Linked DNA regions of Ovis aries: region 2 is linked to region 1. The links are chromatin contacts, called in public Hi-C maps. All regions are on one chromosome and are shown on one strand. Each heading gives the region's core, a stretch centred on a gene start, on an enhancer-like site or on the middle of the called end of the contact. The rest is flanking DNA. Distances are from core to core; before and after follow the strand shown. Region 1 holds the start of LOC121818625 (spermatogenesis-associated protein 31D4-like). Region 2 overlaps LOC101110740 (transducin-like enhancer protein 1).

Evidence for each region. Hi-C and Micro-C count contacts between places; a contact is called where the count stands out from the background.
Region 2: a contact with region 1 is called in a Hi-C map of tail adipose tissue, with 1.7 times the contacts expected there. The contact joins the enhancer-like site here to the promoter of LOC121818625 in region 1. A contact is called at or near these places in 3 of 16 Hi-C or Micro-C datasets (hypothalamus, mixed tissues and tail adipose tissue).

What each region holds. Positions count from the first base shown.
Region 1 is chr2:55,241,380-55,246,587 of ARS-UI_Ramb_v3.0, forward strand. It overlaps LOC121818625 (spermatogenesis-associated protein 31D4-like), which reads right to left and starts at 3,618. Exons shown (of 6, transcript XM_060410898.1): 1 at 3,147-3,618. LOC101110740 (transducin-like enhancer protein 1) reads left to right here and starts at 3,574. Exons shown (of 17, transcript XM_060410904.1): 1 at 3,574-4,903. The coding sequence starts at 4,880.
Region 2 is chr2:55,307,916-55,312,993 of ARS-UI_Ramb_v3.0, forward strand. It overlaps LOC101110740 (transducin-like enhancer protein 1), which reads left to right. Exons shown (of 17, transcript XM_060410904.1): 8 at 161-313; 9 at 1,731-1,875; 10 at 2,932-3,122; 11 at 4,539-4,615. Among named protein-coding and RNA genes, the nearest start is that of TRNAE-CUC, 59 kb to the right of the region's middle. Within about 2 kb of position 1,821, at least 14 of the 54 cell types and tissues checked have an H3K27ac peak or open chromatin away from gene starts, as enhancers often do. A contact at or near this core is called in hypothalamus and tail adipose tissue, where this site is marked.

The DNA.
Region 1 (5,208 bases), core at 2,368-4,867:
ACAATCACACAGAAAAAATGACCTTGAAAGGGGGCCCAGCCTCCTCTCTCAAGGAGGATGCGCTGTAAAAGAAAGAAGCCATCGAAAACCGACCATCTTTATGCACACAATTAAAGGCCTTTCAAGTTTCAAATCAGTATTCTTTCTTTTTTCCAAATACTACATCAGATGGAAATCAGAAGGCCTGGTGTATCAAACTCTACTGGTAAAGAAGCACGAGTTAAAAGAGAATTTCTTGCTGTTCACCTGAAACTGTCACAACATTGTTAATCAGCTATACCCCAATACAAAATAAAAAATTTAAATAAGCAAATAAAATAAAAGAAGATTTCTAATTTTCCCCTTTGGCAGACTAGGAAATATGGTGAGTAGACATGTTCGCTGTGAACAGTTATATTAGAGAACATTGGTCTGGCATGCTGCAGTCCATGGGGTTGCAAAGAGTCAGACACAATGGAGCGACTGAACTGACTGACTGACTGACAATGTGTTAGGGATTTCCACAGTGGTCCAGGGGTAAGGCTCTGCGCTCCCAATACAAGGAGCCCAGGTTCCACCCTTGGTCTAGATCCTACATGCCGCAACTAAAGATCCTACGTACTGCAGCTAAGACCTGACACAGCCAAAACATATTAAAATTAAAACAAACAAACAAAAATGTGTTAGAACACATTTTGAAGGGGATGGGGAAGGGTGAGAAGTAGCAACACTTTTACTCCTGTTTTAACTTCTCTGAAAGTGAAATTGCTCAGTCGTGTCCAACTCTTTGTGACCCCATGGACTGTAGCCTACCAGGATCCTCTGTCCATGGGATTTTCCAGGCAAGAGTACTGGAGTGGGTTGCCATTTCCTTCTCCAGGGGATCTTCCCAACCCAGGGATTGAACCTGGCCTCCCACATTGTAGGCAGACGCTTTATCGTCTGAGTCACCGGAGAAGTCTTAAACTTAACTACTAGCATGTGCCAGTCAATCAAAGTAAAGTTTGGGTAAAGCCATTGAGAAGTCTTAGTTGCCCTAGTTGTCCCTGCATGCAGAGGCATATTTGTAGAATCTAAGCACTTTCTACACAACCCTGGAGCTGATTAGGGGATGAAGCAACCATAGACTGGTATAGGTGACCCAATACTATGTGATTTCAAGGCACACAGGTTGCCAATCCCAACTCAAGGAAGCTATGAACCAAGCCGTGCAGGGCCACACAAGAAAGACAGGTCATGGTTGAGAGTTCTGACAAAATGTAGTTCACTGAAGAAGGGAATGGCAAACCACTTCAGTATGTTTGCCTCAAGAACCTCACAAACTGTATGAAAAAGCAAAAAGATATGACACTGGAAGATGAGCCCCCCAGGTCAGTAGGTGTCCAGTATGTTACTGGGGAAGAGTGGAAAAACAGCTCCAGAAAGAATGACTTAATGGAAATCAGTTTGAGCAAACTCTGGGAGACAGTGAAGGACAGGGAATCCTGGTGTGCTGCAGTTCGTGGGGTTGCAAAGACTCGGACACGACTGAACAACAGGTTGCCAACCCATGGTTGTATGATTCAAAAACTCCTGTATGTGGAGCAAGACTGTTCTCATCACTAAATATAACCAAGAAAAGGGGCAGTGCTTCCTTGCTATTCATTTCCAGTGTCAGCAGAAATGAATAATAGAACCCACTCCTTTAACCCCACTTAATGAACCACAATACTGAACTTGTTTGAGAATTACTATGGTGTTGTACAGACTGGCTAAAATCGCTTCTTTAATTTTTCATTTATAATTGATATTTGGGATTGATCCAATTATAGACGAATCAATATCATACATATTTAAGAACTCCACCAGTGAAATGTATTATCTAAAATGATTCTTTTAATATTTCAAGGAAAAGATCTCTGTGAAAGCAAATCTTCGAATAAACTGTATTTCTGTTTAAATAAATGCCTTTCCATAATTCTCTTGAAAGTAAAATAATGGGAACATGGGGGCCATTAACACCAAAAACTGAAGTATATTCCAACATTAGATGAATGCTTGTCAAAGATGTGTCTTTCTCATGGAAGAATTCAACCCTATTTGGCTGAAACAGCATTATTCACTTACCAATCATGTGGAAATAGCTCAACTGAACTGCTCTTTAATGTATAAAAACAGCAATACTGAAGGTTTTCTGTGGGATGTATTTTAGAAAAACTGACAAAAACTGGAGATTTACGCAGTATGCTCCGTTTATTTAAAATCAAAATCCTTTTCAAGTCAAGTTCCAGCTCATAAGAATTTTTTGACGTTTTTTCCACAAAGCTTCCCATTTAGCTCCTTACATAGCTAAAAGGGGGGTACCACCCGAACTGTGGGGGTGGGGTGGGCAGGACAGGTTTTTCAGGTCTCAATGCTGTTTATCCTATTGTCTCCCTTTGTTTCTAGAAATTGGAAACAGACTCGTGGTCGTGTTCCTGAGAGGCCCCTGGAACTCTCAGTAGCCCTCTTCTAACCAGTACAGCGAAATCGGGACTTTAAAAGAGAAGGACCCGAGATTTCGCGCGGCGGGCAAAACATCTCATCCGTGATCGAGACGCGCCAGCCTTACCCTGACAGCTCCTCCGGTATCCTTCCCGCCAACTCGGGTCGATCTTTTTGCAAAGTGGTTTGAAATACTCCAATAAAAACCAATTCCTACCACCTTGAGTGCAAAAGGGGGCGTGGGCATTAGAAGCCTAGTACTAAGCCGCTGGTGTATCTACGCAGCCAATGAGTTGCCTATTTATGCAGTTTCCACGAAGTGCACAGTCCACTCCTCGGGCATTCGCGTAAAGACAGCTCAAGGGAAAACAACCTTCAACGAAATTTTGAATGTGACCTCACTTTCAAGAGTAGCATCGAACAGGGGACTCCAAAAGACACCTTTGGCTTGAACTACCAAAAAGCACCCACTCTCCCTCTTAAGAAACTACGCGGTTAGTCTCCCGGTTACTTTCACTGAGATCTGAGGATTTTCATTAAAGGGAAAAGTGAACAAGTGGCAGGATTTCTGCAAACTCGAACCCCCGGCTTCCAAGGCTGCACGCTCGTGTGTCCCTCCTGCTCGCGCGCTCCCGCGCGCTCCCTTGCCGGCCCCACGTTACTTTGATTGACAGCCCGGCCCCGCCGCTCTCCTTCCCACCGACCTTCTCATCCACCGTGCCAATCTCCGCGTCTCGCTGCTTCCCATTGGCTGGTTTCGGCATCCCGCGGCTCGTCCAGGAACAGTTCCTCACCGAGCCCGGGAGGACGCGCCTGGCGGAGGAGTGGTGGGGGTGGATGGGAGGGGAGACGGGGGAGACGGCGGAGATGGAAGCAAGTAGGGTGGGAGAGGAGAGGGGGACCGGGTAAGACGGCCTGTCCGGTGCCGCGCTGCCATAGGCTCTGGGGAGGCTTCTCGTCAGCACCCCACGTTGGGCGCGCCGCACGCGATTGGCTGACGAGGGCCTTCCCCCCCTCCCCTCTCCACCAGACAGGCTCACGTCCCCCGCCGGCTCTGCTCTCGCGCCCCCCGCCCGCGCGGTGCTGGGCGGGGCCGGCGCTGGTTAGCTCCGGAGTGTGAAACCGCGTGTTAATGTAACCGGCGCGAGAGGCGCGGGCGGCGGCAGCGGCTGGAGCGGCGGCTGCAGGAGCAGCGGCGGCGGCGGCGGCGGCGGCGGCGGGTACCCTGTGTCCTGCGTCCCCGAGGCAGCCGACTGCGCCACTCCCGCCTTCGCAGGACCGGGCGGGAACCGCGCCACCAACCGGGACCTCCGCCTGCCCTCGGCAACTTAACCGCCTCCGCGACTACTCCGGACTTGCCCGCGGAGTTTGCCGGCCCGGGAAGGAGGCCGAGCGGCGGAGCGCACTCTTGGGCTTTTCCTCACCGTCTCTTGGATGTCTTTCCCCGGGTCGTAAGAGAACTTTGAAGCGGGCTGGAGCGCCCTTTGAGGAGAGGCAGACGAAGAGAAGGAAAGAAAGGGGGTCGACGGAGAGGCTCTGAGAAAGGGTCCGGAGAGGTCTGGCTGGCGGTGCAGGACGAGTGCGCGCGGGCCGCGGCGCCCGGATGCGCCCAGGTCTGGAGGAGCAGCGGGCGGCTGCGGGACTGCCCTCGGCGGAGTAGACCCGTCGCCCCAGGAGGGTTTGTGCAACCTCGGAGAACACCCAGAGCCGCTGCACTGGGCGTGCCAGGCCGCCTCCCGGCGCGCCCTCCGCACTTTCCCCGCCTCGTCGTCATCCCGCGCTCCTCCGCTCGGGTTAAGGCTGCGGAGCGCCGGGCGGGGAGCCTCCGCTGCTACCGGGACCTCGCACCCCGCCGCCTCACGGGAGCCCGCGAGCTCCCGGTCGTGAGCGCTGCCTGGGCCCGAGGGGGTCACCCCTGAACACAGACAGGTTTGTTTGTGTGGGGTTAGCCGCGGGCGCCGCGCCACCTGCACCTCGCCGGCGGGCGCCTCGGGGAATACCCGAAGAAGAGGCGGACCGGGAGAGGAGCAAAGGAGAGCAGTCTTCCCCTGGATTTGTTGCCCGGGACCGCTGCGGCGCACGCGGATCGCCGAGGGGAGCACCGAGTCACCGCGCTCGTCATCTCTCAGCCCGGGCCGCCGAGGCCCGCTGGTGGAAGCGCAGCCCCCGCGCCCTCCTCGCGAGCACCAGCGGCGTCCCGCAGGTTCTTGGTGCGGCCGGGCCCGGGCTGCCCTCTGATGTGGCCCTGAGCGCGGGAGTCCGCACGGGCGGGAGCAGAGTGGTCTGTGCGTCCCGCCGAGCGCGCCTGCGTGCGTGGCCAGCGCGCTGCCCGCTTCTGCCTGGCTTCCCGGCTTAATTTTCTTCGGCGGGATTAAAGTTGGAAATTGAGCGGAGAATTGAGTTGCCCGGGAACAGAGCCGCGGCCGCCGCCAGAGCGATGTTCCCGCAGAGCCGGCACCCGGTGAGACGCGGTGGTGGCGGAGTGGGGGGCAGGGAGGTGGCGGAGTGGTAGTCGGTGAGGAGAGGGGTGGCTGCTACAATCTGACCGAGCCCCCTGGCCGCCAAAGGGTACAAGACTTGGGAGGTCCCGGGCCCTCTCCTCCTGTATGGGAAGGGGGCTGAAACTCTCAATTCTACCCCCTTTGCTCTAGGCTCCCTCCTCCTTGACGTCTAGACTGGGCGGGCGGGGCGCTTGAGACTGGGGTTTCTCCCGCGGCCGCATCCTCTCCCTTCCCCAGGCGGGTAGTGCGCCCCCCGCTTTGTTTC
Region 2 (5,078 bases), core at 571-3,070, 65 kb after region 1:
TTAACAACAATATTAGGTGCATGTGCTCAAATCCCCCAAATCTCAAGGACTTTGAGCACTCTCCTTTAATTTGGAGAACTGGTATGGAAACAGAGTGTGTAAAGGGAAAGATCCATCTGTTGTGAGTGAAATCATGAGACCTTTGCTTGTGCTTCTGGAGGACCCCTCATCTCCCCGTGCAAGCCCCGCCCATTCACCCAGGGAAAATGGGATTGACAAAACCCGCCTGCTGAAGAAAGACGCCTCCAGCAGCCCGGCGTCCACTGCCTCCTCGGGAAGTTCCACTTCTTTGAAATCCAAAGAAATGAGCTTGGTAGGTCATAAGAACTGTCACTTGCCTATTTAACAGTTCGGTTTTCTTGGGGAACCAGAGGTTCCCTAATATATTTGAAATACGGGGTTTTTAATGACTGAGTTATAGATTTTTAAGGGTTTCAAAGTGAAACTCATGGTTCTTCTCTCTGTCCCTGGGTGATTCCTTTTTCCCTCTGGGTCGTCTCTTCTGGGCCATAATTGGAGCAAGATAAGCTTCCCTGCCTGCCTGCTTTCTTGGGGGATGTGTCTGTGGCACAGACTCTCTGAAACGTCTTACTTGACAAATGGTTTGAACACCGTAGGTCGTATGAAGTCCTTCACTTTCTTAAGCGGTGCATTTCCCCTGGTTTTAGACTGACCCGTCCTGTTGGGTCATGTTGTGATTGGGTTACCAGGCAGATGGTGATGTACTCAAGGTGGCACCAGAGGTAACCTGGAACTGGAGGAGGGATGAGGGTGGTACCAGGCCTATTCATGCTCTCAGTCATTCACCAGACATTGTGGAGTGTCTCATCTCTCCACTCACCGTAACTACACCATAGCAACTCTGCAGTTAATCCCTGTGTGGTCCCTCAAGGCATTATCCCATTTTACTGATGGGGAGGCAGGCCTCAAGTTGACAAGCTTGAGGAGCTTGCCAAGTTTACACAGCACATGGACTCCCAGGCCAGAAAGAGCTGGGGTCTCTCTAGCCTGTGTTCTTTGCTATCTCAGAGCACTTCTCAGACTGGCTTAAAGGACACGAAAGGTTGAGATGCAGAAGAAGGTGCCCTGTGACCCTGTTACCATCTTGACTCCCGAAGGCCTCTTACACTAGTGGGTCCACACTGTTTATGCAGGCAAATGGGTGCTGCCGCTGAATGCCAAAGAGTAATTTTCTTTAGTTACATCTCTTAAAATGATAGGGCTACTTCTAGGGCTTTTGCCTCTGAAATGCTAGTTTGCTTCTCATCAAGTTGATGGCTCAGCTGTCTCTCACTGTCAGTCTCAATCCCACTGCCACTAAAAGGCAAGGGTGGAAAGGTTGGTAAGGGGGTTCCCCCCTCTGATATTCTCGGTGATGGAGGCATTTGTTTCTGAGTGACCAAGAACTTTCCTCTGTGTGGTCATCATTCTTACTTGGACTAGATCCAAAGTCCACAAGCCTGATGGAAAAATACTTTTTAAAATAAAATCTACGGAGGAAGGCGTGTGATCATGTTCTGTGTCTCTAGCTAGAGTTTTAATTCTGGCAGGAAGAGGAAAGGTCAACATTTCTCACTCACAAGTTAATGCTGTCAACATTGTGTGGATTTATGAAAATTGGCCGAGGGAGTAGCTAGAAGGTGCCCAGTGTTCCAGCTGCTGTTGTGATAAATTGTGTAATATGGCTTGGATTAAAAATAATACTCATTTAATTTGTTTAATGATACCAGCATGAAAAAGCCAGCACGCCTGTGCTGAAATCCAGCACACCGACGCCTCGGAGTGACATGCCAACGCCGGGCACCAGCGCCACTCCAGGACTCCGTCCAGGCCTCGGCAAGCCTCCAGCCATGGACCCCCTCGTCAACCAAGCGGGTAAGGCATTGCCCCTCGTGGGCTGGGTTTTGTTTTTCTGTTTCCCAACTTGATTTGTCTATTCATCTCATAGGGCATTTCCCCGTGAATATGAGAGGTGCTTTCTGCCTGCCTCCCTCCTTCTTATCTCTGAAAAGCTATGATAAGAAACAGATGTTTGTCCTTGGGTTTCAGCAGCTGTACCCTGTTCAGTCTCCGACTGTTTACATTTGGCTTTTCTTTTATTTCCAAATAATCCAAATCCCAAGGACTTCAATAAAGTTTCTGATAATTATTCTGCACGTAAGCTCCTTACCAAACTATCATTGTGTGTCTGAGATTGCTAATGTTGACTGAAACAGCCGGTCTGGCCGGCCCCAGTGTGTTTCTTGTGTGCTTCAGTTGGCCAGTGTTCTGCTGGTACATCCCTTAGGAATCAGTGGTTTCTCTTCCAGGAGAAATTGGGAGGGTTTCACTGAGACTCTAGCCCCTGAGCAAACTCATAACTTTTCACTGTATCTTCCTCCCTGGGAGAGGGAAAATGTAATACCCTGGACCAGGCGGTAAAGAGGCCCCAGAATATTCCTCCTAAACCTGTGCTCTTGTTTACATAAATCCAGGATCAGGTTTTTATTTGAAATTGGTACCAGAAATGGAAAGTTCAAGCTGAAGGAGAAATCATGGATTTTTATCAGGAGAACCTTCTGAGTTTAAGTCAGAAGGTGGTGCATTCTGCCAGTTAGGTACAATAATGCTGCTTAATTCCCCTGGTTTCCCAGTGTTGTCAAGTGGATGTACAAGGGGGAAATGTGTGGGCAGTGCTCCCCTTGGAGTCCATTCTTTCCTGGAGAGGAGTTCAGCTGTAGGGAAGAAGGGACCGGGACCCTGTGTAGGAATTGGAGGTGATACCCTCCCCCCACAACACCCCCCCGGACCCCCACACCCCACCCCTCACCCCCCACACCACCAGCCTTCCCTCCTACTCTATAACAAGAGGCACTAAAGAGGGCCCTGAAATTGATGATCAGGCTGACCTGAGTGGCCAGGTGAGTCACTGTGGCTTGTGCTTCCTTGCAGCAGCTGGCCTGAGGACGCCCCTGGCGGTGCCTGGCCCATACCCCGCACCATTTGGGATGGTGCCCCACGCGGGCATGAATGGTGAGCTGACCAGCCCCAGCGCCGCCTACGCCAGTCTCCACAACATGTCACCGCAGATGAGTGCAGCTGCGGCTGCTGCCGCCGTGGTGGCTTATGGGCGCTCCCCGATGGTGAGGATGGCAGGGACTGAGGATGGATGCGGGTGGGGACCTGCGGAGGGCCAGCGCCTGGCAGCCCCCACACCTTCAGACAAAGACCCAGTGTCTCCACTGCTCCTTGTCCACCTTCATCAACGTGCCGCTTCATTAAGTTAAGGCCAAACACTTTTTGTTTTACTGTTTTTGTGGATGAAAAAAGGCAGTGTTTAGGAGCTCCTTCCATGGTTTAGGGGACATCTGGTTTTCTCCCACCAAAGTAGGTTTTTTTTTTCCTCTGGAAGGCGATGAAATGACTCAAGTAGCTCACAGAAGCCTTTTCATTCGTTTCTTGACAATTTTTTTTTCTCCTCTTTAATTCTTAGGAAAAAATATTTGAGAAGCTGTTATTTTCTCTTTCTGTGCTTATATTATTCTTTAAAACCAATTGCGTAACTTCGGTGTAAGCAATTATCTCAGCTCAACAGGGAGAAACACAGAGGGACTGAAGTTGTGGGGCAGGGTCTCCTCTTTGTCTGCCTTCTCCCACACTGTAAATGACCTCATGTTTGACCAGGAAGAGATAGAACTTCGAGTAAAGGGGAAAGTTGACCGTGTGGTCCTTGATTGCATCAGGAAAAGGGACTAGATTATAACTCATAGCAAATGAAAGTCCCCAATCATTTCTGTTGACTGTTTCAAATATGGGATGTGCATTTCTCTCCTCTCCCTTCTTCACTACCTCCAATAACTGGAGATGATATTAAAGTGCATCATTTTTCCCTTCCTTTTCACTCCTAGGAAAGGCTATGCAGCGGAGGGCAAGATCATTTAAAGCAAAGGGGGCAGCCGAGGGACTAGGTGTACAAAAAAGAGAGTCCATGTGTGAATTTCTAAGCATTGACTTAGACCAGTGGCATGAAACTGGGGGTGATTTTGCCCTCCTTGGGACATTCGGTCATATCCAGAGACACTTTTGTTCATCAGAACTGGAGGGTTGCTATGGGCACTTAGAGGGTAGGGGCCAGTGATGCTGCTAATTATCCTGCCATTCCAGGCCAGCCCCCAGCCAAGAATTTTCTGGCCCAAAACGTCAATAGTGCTGAAGTTGATAGTCACGTTGTCCTGCCTCAGACAGTGTATGTTCTTTGTACTTGTTTGAACAGGCAGAACATCCTAAGTCCACAGGATGTATTTACCATGGGAAGCTGGTTCTCAATGCACAGATGGATCATGTGCCATCCTACCTCCCAAAAAAGACGTGTGTCTTGTGGTATTTAGTGGAGGCAGTATTATTTCTTGCATTATAATTTTTCTTTTGGGAAACGTTAACACGTGTCCCTGTTTCTGTTGCTTTCGGGATTTCTGAGTTTCTAGTAAAAAGTTTTTAGAGGTGTCACAAAGTGCCTACCCTGCATAAACTGAGTCTTTGATGCCTTATTCTGTTTCCAGGTTGGGTTTGATCCTCCCCCTCACATGCGTGTACCTACGATCCCTCCAAACCTGGCAGGAATCCCTGGGGGGAAGCCGTAAGTACCTCTAACTCTTGGGTTCTGTTTTAAAGGCGGTTATTTAGTCACAGGTATCAGTGCACTAGAATTCCAAAGGGAGCACAGGCTTGGGTGTTTCCAAGGAGATTTCCAGTGTCTTTTCCTGAGAAGTGTTAACACTTTCTATAAATAGACACTGGGTAGGTGTCATGCCTCTGTCTTCTCACTGTGGGTGATCTCATGCATTTAGTTATTTCTGGAGAGAAGCTGTTGGAGACAGGGCCAAGGAGGGAGGTGAGAACCAGGGATGGTCGGTCCCCCTCACTTGACCCTTCCTCAGAAAGCTGCTCTGCCTTGCCCCTGGGTTAGAGGGTGCCTGTTGGAGGTTTTCCACAGGACTGTGTTGTGGGCAGTAAGCCCACAGACTTGAAGTCTCAGAAAAATGAAATGTACTATTTCTTTACCTAGCTCAGTGCCACCGCTTCCTTATTTTGGTGGAAGC